Linked DNA regions of Mus musculus: regions 1 and 2 are each linked to region 3. A link is a contact called in public promoter capture Hi-C data. All regions are on one chromosome and are shown on one strand. The core of a region is the stretch at or near the end of the contact, and the rest is flanking DNA. Distances in the headings are between cores, read along the strand shown.

The links. Promoter capture Hi-C pulls out the DNA fragments that hold promoters and counts their contacts.
Region 1: a contact with region 3 is called in a promoter capture Hi-C map of pre-B cells, with 5 times the contacts expected there. The contact joins the promoter of Fbxo4 here to the promoter of Fyb in region 3. A contact is called at or near these places in 3 of 39 promoter capture datasets (hippocampal neurons, neutrophils and pre-B cells) and 2 of 115 datasets of contacts at active chromatin or transcription factors (bone marrow-derived dendritic cells and regulatory T cell precursor).
Region 2: a promoter capture Hi-C map of the 3T3-L1 cell line shows a contact between it and region 3, with 3 times the contacts expected there. The contact joins the promoter of Oxct1 here to the promoter of Fyb in region 3. A contact is called at or near these places in 2 of 39 promoter capture datasets (the 3T3-L1 cell line and hippocampal neurons).

What each region holds. Positions count from the first base shown.
Region 1 is chr15:3,977,740-3,981,043 of GRCm38.p6, reverse strand. Fbxo4 (F-box protein 4) reads left to right here and starts at 1,471. Exons shown (of 7, transcript NM_134099.2): 1 at 1,471-1,802; 2 at 3,047-3,282. The coding sequence starts at 1,620.
Region 2 is chr15:4,024,962-4,028,504 of GRCm38.p6, reverse strand. Oxct1 (3-oxoacid CoA transferase 1) reads right to left here and starts at 2,077. Exons shown (of 17, transcript NM_024188.6): 1 at 1,656-2,077. The coding sequence starts at 1,733. It overlaps BC037032 (cDNA Sequence BC037032), which reads left to right and starts at 1,099. Exons shown (of 2, transcript NR_028266.1): 1 at 1,099-2,486.
Region 3 is chr15:6,578,259-6,581,474 of GRCm38.p6, reverse strand. It overlaps Fyb (FYN binding protein), which reads right to left and starts at 1,628. Exons shown (of 18, transcript NM_011815.5): 1 at 429-1,628. The coding sequence starts at 1,527.

The sequences.
Region 1 (3,304 bases), core at 222-2,721, 2.6 Mb after region 3:
TTTGACAATTGATATTAAACCAGTTGTATATAGATGATAAAATTTAACTGTTTTCCCAAAAAACAAAAAACAAAGCAAAACACAAACAAACCATCTTGGAATAGTAAGTGGTTAAAGGTTGACAGTGATTTTGAGATAGATTATGTGGGCTCCGCCCATCTTCCATGTTCTCCAGAACAAGGTTTACACCTCAGGTTATAACGTGGTGATCCTTACTAGATTATTCTAAAAGATTTTAAAGAATTTAACACGTGACTACTAAATCCGAAGTATTCCCGTGATGAAGTCTAGATGTGGAATGGGTTTGGGGATTAGATTAAGTGAGGTAATCTACTTTAAAGAGACTGATAACCTGCTACCAAATAGGTATTTGTGTCTTTCCTAAAACTATATCCAGTGCTATATAATATTTTGTTATATAGCCTACCTCTCATTTCTTAAATTTCTTTTTGATTATGATTAAAGTTACTAGAATAGACATCACTTTTGGAAGATTAAAAATTCACTAATGGCTTTTAATAGTACCACATCCAGGCTTTTCTTTCCTATCAAATTTTCTTCTGACCTTTTATGATAGATCATTGATTGAACAATTTTTTAGTGTATGTACATTTTTGTCGTGGGCTTAAACTCACCATTTTGGTAGAAAATACCTAATAATGGAGTTTGAGGAAGTAAATGCAAGCAAAATGTGAGTGGCCATGGCCAGAGATTGGATTCAGGTTGGCACACCAAGTTGTGGAAGCAGTTGCAAGAACTATTATAGCCACAAAACAAAGACCATACATCAAATACATATACCACCTACGCTGATGAGGGCATTATGTACACAGCCTAGATAAAATTGGCTACATCTTGCCTGGCTTTCAGATGTTACAACATTATTTACTTTAAAATCGGTAAAGGGGGCAGGTGTTTGAGAGATGGTTCAGCAGTTATAAGAATGTACTGTTCTTTCAGAGGGCCTGAGTAGGTGGCTCTCAAGGGTGTGGTTTCCAGTTCCAGGGTTTGTGATGCCTGTGGCCTCTGCTGGAACCTGAGTGCTCATGCATATATCCACATACATGTAGTTAAATAAAATTTTAAGCAAAGCTTACAAGTTTCACCCAACCTCATGAGGTTAGACCAAAACCAGATTGAAGTTAATATTAAAAGAGCTACGCTTGAGGCAGTTTTGGCTTCCCATCTACAATAGTTTCTCCACAGCACGATGTTCTAGTCAGCCAAGGTTATCTTTAATAACACATAAGGCTCCTGATAGCCTCCACGGGCTCAGTTTTTGCTCAACTCCAAGTGGTAGATTGCTGATTCCAAAACACAGAAGCACACATACAGCCTACTTAATATCTAACGCTTAAGGGGAAGCAAGATTTCAGAAAAAGGGTGGCTGTTCAACAAGCCCTAGCTCCCAGGTCCTTGTGGTGACGCACAGAGGCAGGGAGGGACCCGGAGGATGTGTAGTGTGGGAGGGTTTGGGCTAACGGGGTGAGTCATTCCGGGCCACCTCGGCCTGGAGCCCTGCCCAACCGACCAGCCCGGGTCGTACCAGCGGGGCGGAGGCGGAGGCCGAGCGGCTGGGGAGCCCGTGCGCCCCGCGGTGTCGCGCGGAGCCTGCGACCATGGCTGGAAGCGAGCCCCGCGGAGCCGGCTCCCCGCCGCCCGCCAGCGACTGGGGCCGCCTGGAGGCAGCCATCCTGAGCGGCTGGAGGACCTTCTGGTATTCGGTGGCCAAGGAGCGGGCGACGCCGACGGCCTCCCGGAAGGAGGCGGCGGAGGAGACGAGCGCGCTGACGCGGCTGCCGGTGAGCCGAGGCCGCAGGCCGCGCACAGAGACCGCCGCAGGCCGGGGGCCTGGGCCGGCAGGGCAGCCACTTCCGGGTGTGTGCTCGCCTGGAAGTGAAGTGGCCAGGATTGCCTTGATGGTAACTCTTGGTATCCCCCTGCCAACCAAGGTCGCACTACAACACTCACTAATGACCAGCGAGATCACCCACAGGTTGTCAGTCATCCTATTTGGATGTCTGGAAATCTGATGAAGGAAGTGGGTTAGCTTGGAAGGCATTCCAGTGTCTTTCTTCTGCACATTTTAATCCCTAGTCAATGTATTCCAGTTAGGGGGGGGGGGGGGTCGCCTAGAGCAAGCAACTCTGACATATCCAAAGCAACAAAACTGCCACATAATTGAAACCAGTAAAGTTACAAGTACCTCAAGTTAGGTCAGGCTGCAAAGAGGATGCATGCAATTTAAAGTTTCAGAGAAAGATAAAATAAATAAATAAATAAATAAATAAATAAATAAATAAATAGATTATACATTGTTGATGACAATTCCTTTATCTCAGTTGGGTTATTAGTACATCCCACTGACATTCACTCTAAATGAAAGCCACAGGCTTAGGTTACCTCCAAGCTTCTCTCAGGTGTCCTCGGAACCTGATTAATACTCTATAGAGAGAAATTCAAATGACAGGTTCACATGCTTTCATTTGATCTAGTGATAAAATCAGAAAAACCGCCACTTTGTTTTTTTAGATTTATTTATTTATTTATTTTATGTATATGTGAGTACACTGTCACTGACACACCAGAAGAGGGCACTGGATCCAAATTACAGATGGTTGTGAGCCACCATGTGGTTGCTGGGAATAGAACTCAGGACCTCTGGAAGAGCAGCCAGTGCTCTTAACCTCTGAGCCATCTCTCCAGCTTGAAAAAAATCTCCACTTGACACTCATTTATTTTTGAAGAACAAATTAGTAACTGGTACATCAACATACTCATGGAAAGAAATGAAAGGAACTGGTTACTTTGCTTGAAAAATAGAAAGGCAGAGCTTGAGTTTGCAACATTTCAGGTGTGTTAGGGATGAAAATGTTTAGTTTTGAATTTTCTATTGGTGGAGGGATGTTAAGATAGACTTATGTATTTTAAAGAACCAGTCATTCAGGCGACCTTCAGTACAATGATTCTTTACTGATTAGGCCACCGCAAACAGTTGCCCCAGACAGATGACCTCTTTCTTTCATGCTGCTTGCCTCTCTTTCAGGTTGATGTGCAGTTGTATATCTTGTCGTTTCTTTCACCCCACGATCTGTGCCAGCTGGGAAGTACAGATCATTACTGGAACAAAACTATAAGAGACCCAATTCTCTGGAGATACTTTCTGTTGCGGGATCTCCCTTCTTGGTCTTCGGTTGATTGGAAGTCACTTCCAGATCTAGAGATCTTAAAAAAGCCAATATCTGAGGTCACCGACAGCACTTGTCTTGATTACATGGAGGTGTAAGTATCTATTTCTGAGAAT
Region 2 (3,543 bases), core at 828-3,327, 2.6 Mb after region 3:
AAGCAAGCAGCCAGTAAGGCCAACCAATGCATAAGCGGGCAGAACACCCCAGAGAGCAGGAGCTGCACCTTCTTTCCTCATTCCTGAGAAGCCTAACTTTGAACTGGGCCATGAACTTTTTACTAACCCATAATTACAGCTCATCCACCTAGAGGTTTGCTGGCTTGAGAAATGGTTTAATGATTATATTGAAAGTGGGGTAGACTAGAGGTGAATAATTTAAACTTAGACAAACATGCACTGTCAAAAGAAAGTTTTTGACCTTGGCCCAAGGACATCCCTGTGTCCTGGTTTTTTGCATCTGCTCCATCACTTGCAGCAGGTTGGCTGGTGGTTAAGTGCATCCAAATTTGCATGCAATTACCCAAATGCCTCCTTTGAGGAATTTAACAACGCAATGACTCAGTTCTGAACCATTCCCTAGCACACGAGGGAGTCCTGTGATGACATCTTTAGATTCTCAACACTCAGAGATTGAAGGCAAGGAAATGAGCAACAGGGGAAGGAGTTCAAGAGCACACAGTGCAAGTAAATGCCCTGCGTGATGCACTCTTCTTAAGTTCAGGACTGCAATTTGAAACCTCTTCAAAGAAAACTTTGCAGGTTCGGGAAGAGGCTCCTGAGCAAACTGAACACTCCAAGGTGAATCCACCCTCCTCCCCACCCTCCTCCAGCACTCAGTTCCTTGGTCCCATACTCAAATCCAACCCGAATGTGTGCTTAGAGGCTAGACCCTCTACAATGTATAAGCAAAAATATCCACCACCAGCTAGTCTGCTAGGAGGGCGACTCAGGATACCATTCTGTGGGTCAAGGTGTTTGGGTTTTTTTGTTTTTGTTTTTGATTTTTGTTTTTTTACGGTCTTTGAACATTGCAAGTCTCTAACCCGGAGGGGACGGAGAGGAATTCAAAATAAAGGACCGAGGCGTTTGCAAACTGCAGCGGAGCGCCGCCAGCCCTCCTTCTGCTTCCAAACGCTTGGCAGGCTAAATCGCCCCGTGACAAGAGCTCCAGTCCGGGTTCCCCTTTCTACCGCCATATAGGGAAGGGGAGGATGGGGAGCGGCAGTCCGCCTCCGCAGCGCACAGCATCCGCCCACTTGGCGGTGAACTTGAGCCAGCAGCGGTTAACCCGGCCCGGGGTTCTGGGCCTCAGCCGGCGCCAGCAGCTCCCTCAGGTGGGGCGCAAGCCTCAGCGCGCCGCCCTTCTCCGCTCCTCTCCTCCAACCGGCCCTTACCTAGGGCGACGGCCCCGGGGACCCCCTTCCCAAGGGCGTCGGCCTGGAGCCTGGAGTCTGTAGGAGTGGCGGGAGATGGGGACGCGAGTCCCTGGACGCCGACAGTCTGTCTCTAAGGCGTTGCTGCGTGGCTTTGGTACACAGAGCCTCGACCGCTTCTCCACCGCTGCAAGCACAGCGGGGAAGTGGATGGAGAAGCAAAGACAGACAGACAGACAGACAGACAGACAAGCGGCGGCGGGGCTACCCTGAAACCCGAGCGTCTCCAAGCCCCCACCCCCAACCCCCGGGCACGGCGCTGCAGATGCCAGATCCCCGACCAGAGGCGGTGGAGATGGGCAGGGCAAAGAACGCGCGCGCCGCTCGCAGCTCGTCCGCGCGTGGCCTTCCTCTTGCCCCCCTGCACCTTCAATTTACCTTATGCAGGGCGCCCCGCGAGCTGCGGGCTGAGGCGCCGAGCCGAAGCCCAGAGGACAGGAGTTTGAGAGCCGCCATCTTCGGCCCCGGGTGCGGGAGACGGTGGCGCGCGCGGGAGTGCGTGCGAGTGCTGGTTGCCCGGGGCCGCGGCGGCGTCACCGGCTAAGAAGAGAGAAGGCAAGGCGAGCGGTAGGGCGGGCTGGAGGCTCGACCGCGCGTCAGTGACGTCCTCGGGACCTCAGAGCGGTGCCGCCCCTTGCTGCCTGCTGGCTTGTCAAGAAGCGAGACAGGGAGGGGCTCACGGCTAGGAATGGAAAGGCTGCACAGCTAGGACGAGCCCCGCGGGTTGTGCCGGGGCCGGAGGTGCTGGGCTCCAGCTCATCTGCGGGCACACCCGCAGCGGCGGGCGCTGCACTCAGGCTGGAGGGGGCGCTAGAGCCTGCCTTCCCCTCGCGCAAGGCTTGGCATCAACCAGGGTTTCGGGTTGCCAAGGGCCTGGAGGGTCTCTTACTGAACGTGTTACTTTTCCAAATCGCCCTCTGGAATGAGTACAGGTACAAAGGGTCACTGATAAAGATCTCCTTCCAGATCTAGACAGCTCACCTTTCCAACATTTCTCAACCCCAACACCCACAACTCTCTTCAAGTCTGGTTTTGCCCTTAGTTTCCTCTGAAACCCAGCAGCGTGCTGACTGACCCTCATGAGACATGACCTGCTTAACCGACAGAGGGACAAGATTAGAACTGGGCTGTTGTTCCCCATCATCCTACTCTGTGTTCCAGAATTTTCCTGGAACCGGAGTCCCAACAATTCCAGAAATTACAGAACAGGTATAAGCACAGAAGTGTCTGTCTCCTCTCCTCCTCGTCCTTGTCCATGTTGTATAATTCCCCTCACCTTGTAATGCTCTTCCTGTTGCAGTTTTGTATGAGAAAAGCCAGTCAAGGGACACAATGAACACAAAAATGCTCGGCACTAAATTTAGCTAATATTCGGTGGTGGGTTAACTTCATCGTTTTGGAGGTTTTCGTTTTGGAGTTTGTTTTTTGCTGTTTTGTTTGAGGAAGGATCTCTAGCTCTCTTAGGTCCCACTGAAACTCTATATATGGCTCAGGCTGACCTCCAACTTTTTTCTATTGCGGCAGCCTATCCCAGAGTATGTGCAATTGTGCCTGGCTCAAGCCTTATCTTTTGACTGGCACCCAACCGGCCTGAACCATTTCTTCAGGACGTTCTACACTCACCGCCGAGTTTAAAAGACCACTTGGAAGCCCGGGAAATCCTTTTATTGGATTAAAAGCCCATCGAGTCCTGGAAGAACAGTTTAAATTTGAAGTGATGCAAAACCCATGACAACAGTAAATGACTCTTTAACTTCCTTAAAAAGTATGCCGATACAATGAAGGATGAACAGTCCTGTTTAATTAAAACCTGTCTACTGGCCTGGGGAGATGGTAAAGACACTTGCCTCCAAGCTTAGTGACCTCAGTTTGATCCCTGGGACCCACATGGTAGCAGGGAAGAACCAACTCCAGCCAAGTCCTCCTCCGACCTCACATGCACTGCAGCGAGTGCATGCCTGTGTATGTGCGCCAAAACAAATGAATAAGGAATTTAAAAATCTGCACAGAAAAGCAACTACCTCAGTACTCCCTTAACTCAAAAATGTCTCCTGTAAAGATTACGGTTTTAACATGGAAATAAAATATCAAGTTAAACTATCATCTGATTGCATAGGAGAAGTGAACTCAGTAATCCTGGATATTTTGGGGGCGCATTTTAATAAGCTGTGAAGAGTTCGAATGTTTAAACCGAAGTCCCATGACTAGCCCTAACATGGCGGCTGTTGTGCTGCAGTTTTGAGAAGGAACAACAAAAGCTGGTACT
Region 3 (3,216 bases), core at 379-2,878:
ATCCTTTGGCTATCAAATTTGATTCTTTCTAGAGTACTGACTTAGACTACTCTCTTCTCTCTGTCAACGGGCAGCATAACTTCTTCAAGTTACAGAAATGAAATACAACCAAGGGAATAAATGCAATGGTTATCCTTAAGCAAAACCAACTATCCGTTAAATAGGTATATTTCTTCCCTATTGTCTCCCTAAAATGTCAGTGCTCCCCACCCCAAGGTCCTTTCTTACAGAATGCTCAACCAGAACTTGGATTTGCTACTCTCTCAGACCTCCTACACAACGGAAAAAAAAATGCCAAAAGAAAATTGACCCTATACTCACATGAGCATCAGTTATGCAATCATTCCTTGCTCTAAAGTTTCCCCCAGGAGCTGAAACACTCAGTTGTGTGAGCAAACCACAGCTACCAGCAATGAGAAACAACTCACTGTTTGCAGAGTCAGCCTTTCGGAATCTGGTCAGGTCAACGTTGGGTGGTCTGTTGGGCTTGGGTGGAGGCGGGCCCAAGACGGACAGGGGTGGCAGGGCCTTCTGCTTCGGGGTTGCAGAATTCTTGTCTCCTTCTTTCTCCTGACTTTGGCCCCACGGTGTCCCCGCTGTCAGCTTGGAAGGGGCCTTAGGGAATCTGGCCGGCTCTTCTTGATTCAGTTTGTTCAGAAAGATGTTCTTTGCAAGGTCTGTTTTCCTATCTTCTTTTTTTTCTTCAAAGTTTTTGGAGAGACCCGGGCTCCCTCTGCTCGCAGCAGGTTTCAGAACCACTCCAGGAAAGGGTGAACTTGGTGCTCCATGGTCTTTATCCTCTGGGTCTTCCTTAGGTGGTTTGAAAGGGGCGCCCTTGGACTTGGCGCCCAACTGCACTGGGGATCCTTTCTGGACAGGCACGTTCTTAGAAGTGTTCTCTTCCTGGGAGTCCTCTGTGCTTAGGGATGGCTTCTGGCCAAAGGTGTGTCTGGGAAATCGGGGTTTGGAGTCAGTATCTTGTGCCGCTGGCATGAACTTGCTCTTAGCTCCAGCTACCTTTGAGAATCCTGGCTTCAGTTCGTTTTCTGGGACTGGGGGAGCGGGCCCTGGCTTCGGTCCTGGCGTCTTTAAGTCAGACTCTTGGTTCAAATTGTGAAGTTTATTCCCAGGTGGCCGTAAAACCACAGGTTTGGAATCTTCTTTGGTCAAGCTGGTGGGTTTGGGGCTTACAGGTTTCAGGAACCCCACTTTGACCTCAGGGTCTCTAGAAACTGAGTTTGGCTGTGTTCCAAATCTTGGGCTCCCTCCAGTAGGTTTTAAAAACGGGGGTTTAGGTTCCTTCTCAGGCTTCTCCTCGTAGGTAGGTTTCGCTGCCAAGGGTGGTTTTGTGGTCCCAAATTTAGGCATGCTGCTGGGTCCTGCGGGCGGGCTGGCATTTCCTTGGTTGTCAAATAAATTCTTTCTTGATTGTATTCCAGAAGGCGAGCTTTGTCCTGCAACTTTGAAGGGCCTGCTGCTGGTGGCGGCCTCCTCTGTCGGGTTACTCCCCGTGTTGAACTTCGCCATGAGGGATTTTACATCTGTTTTTCCATCCTACAAGCACAGGGAACAAAAACCAGCTGAGAGTCAGAAATCTCACTTGCAATTTAAAATACTGTACCTTCAAGGGTTTCCTGATCTGAGGCAAGAGTGCTGGGGTGCCGGCAAGCTGCTGATTGGTTGACCAGATATTGTAACATTTAAGTTCCTCTATGGCAAAACAAGTTGTGAATGTTTCTCGCGAAGGAAAGGCTAGGGCTGTGTTTAAACTTCTGTTGTTGGTCGTACAGGGACACAATCATTTATCTTAAAAAACGTTTCTCTTCTCTTTCCTGGTCTGCCTCGCTATCTTGTTGGAGATATCTGATTCTGTATTTGTTTACATTTTTTGCTTCACTGAAAAACATACAGCGGTGGCTACCAAATGGATTTTCCCACTTTTTACAACTGAGACTCATGTGGAAACTGGACTTCAAAACGAAAGTAGGCACTGTAAACTCAGGCTACATGCTTTTTTTTTTAACCCAGCAAAGCAATGCTTAGCATCAGTGTGCTGGCCCGTGCTTCCCTGTTCCTGTTGCGTTTAAAGTGCGTTTGCTGTCGGGGAGGTGTTACAGAACAGCCCAGCCCTTCTAAAACGAAAGAAGGTTTCCTTATTATTTGCAAATCCAGAGTGCTGTTGTGTGGCTGTATGCAGACTAACGGGACATGAGCTAAACCCACGGGACAGCATGGGCTGAACAACAGGCCAGCAGAAGGAATTGCCTCGTTTCCAGATCTTTCTCTTCAATAATGACTTTTACCAGTCCTCTGAGAGGTCCTGCCTCACCTGCCTTCCTCATAAGAATTAGGAAATTATGCAGTAAAGGTATCAGATAGTCACCCTTTTTTTTTTTTTTGTTGTTGTTAATATAGTCCCGTTTAACCTGGGAGAATTAATGGTGTCTTTACCCTTTCTTTCAAAAACAAGGAGTTTGAGCTGGAGATGAGGCTCAGCTGAGAGACAGAGAGAGAGAGAGGGAGAGAGAGAGAGAGAGAGAGAGAGAGAGAGAGAGAGAGAGAGAGAGAGAGAGAGAGAAAACCTACTTAGCATCTAACATCACTAAACCCTGTCTCATGTGCTCAGCATTCAATAAATCAGGTTGGTGGCGTACTCTGTAATGCAGGAGGTAGAGACAGGAAGATCAGAAGTTTATGAAGGTTAAGGTCATTCTTGGCTACACAGCAGGTTTGAGACAAGCCTAGGCTATGTGAGATCATGCCCGCCCCCCACACTCCCCCCCCCCAAAAGGATAAAAAAACAGGAAAAACTTCCAGGGCTCTAAAGCTTGATGAGAAATATGAAATGGTAGACAGAAGATATAGCTGGGTGATGGAGCAGGAGCTCAGCATGGGTAAGGTCCTGGGTTTGCTCCTTAGTGTACACACACACACACACACACACACACACACACACACGCACACACACACGTGCACGTAAGCGTGTGCACACACACACATGAGTACACGCATACACCCCCCCCCCCAAAGTTTTCTTTCTGTTTAGAAGGAAGTTTGTTTCTGAGAAAGAATTTCTGATTATCCCTTCCCCTCTACTAGTATTGTTCATATTCTTTATGTATAGCTTCTTTTAGGTTTATAAAACAAGGTGAAATAGCAAAGTGATTAAGAATGTCAGCTCGGGAGCCAGGTAGCAGGGGATATTAATGCGTTTTC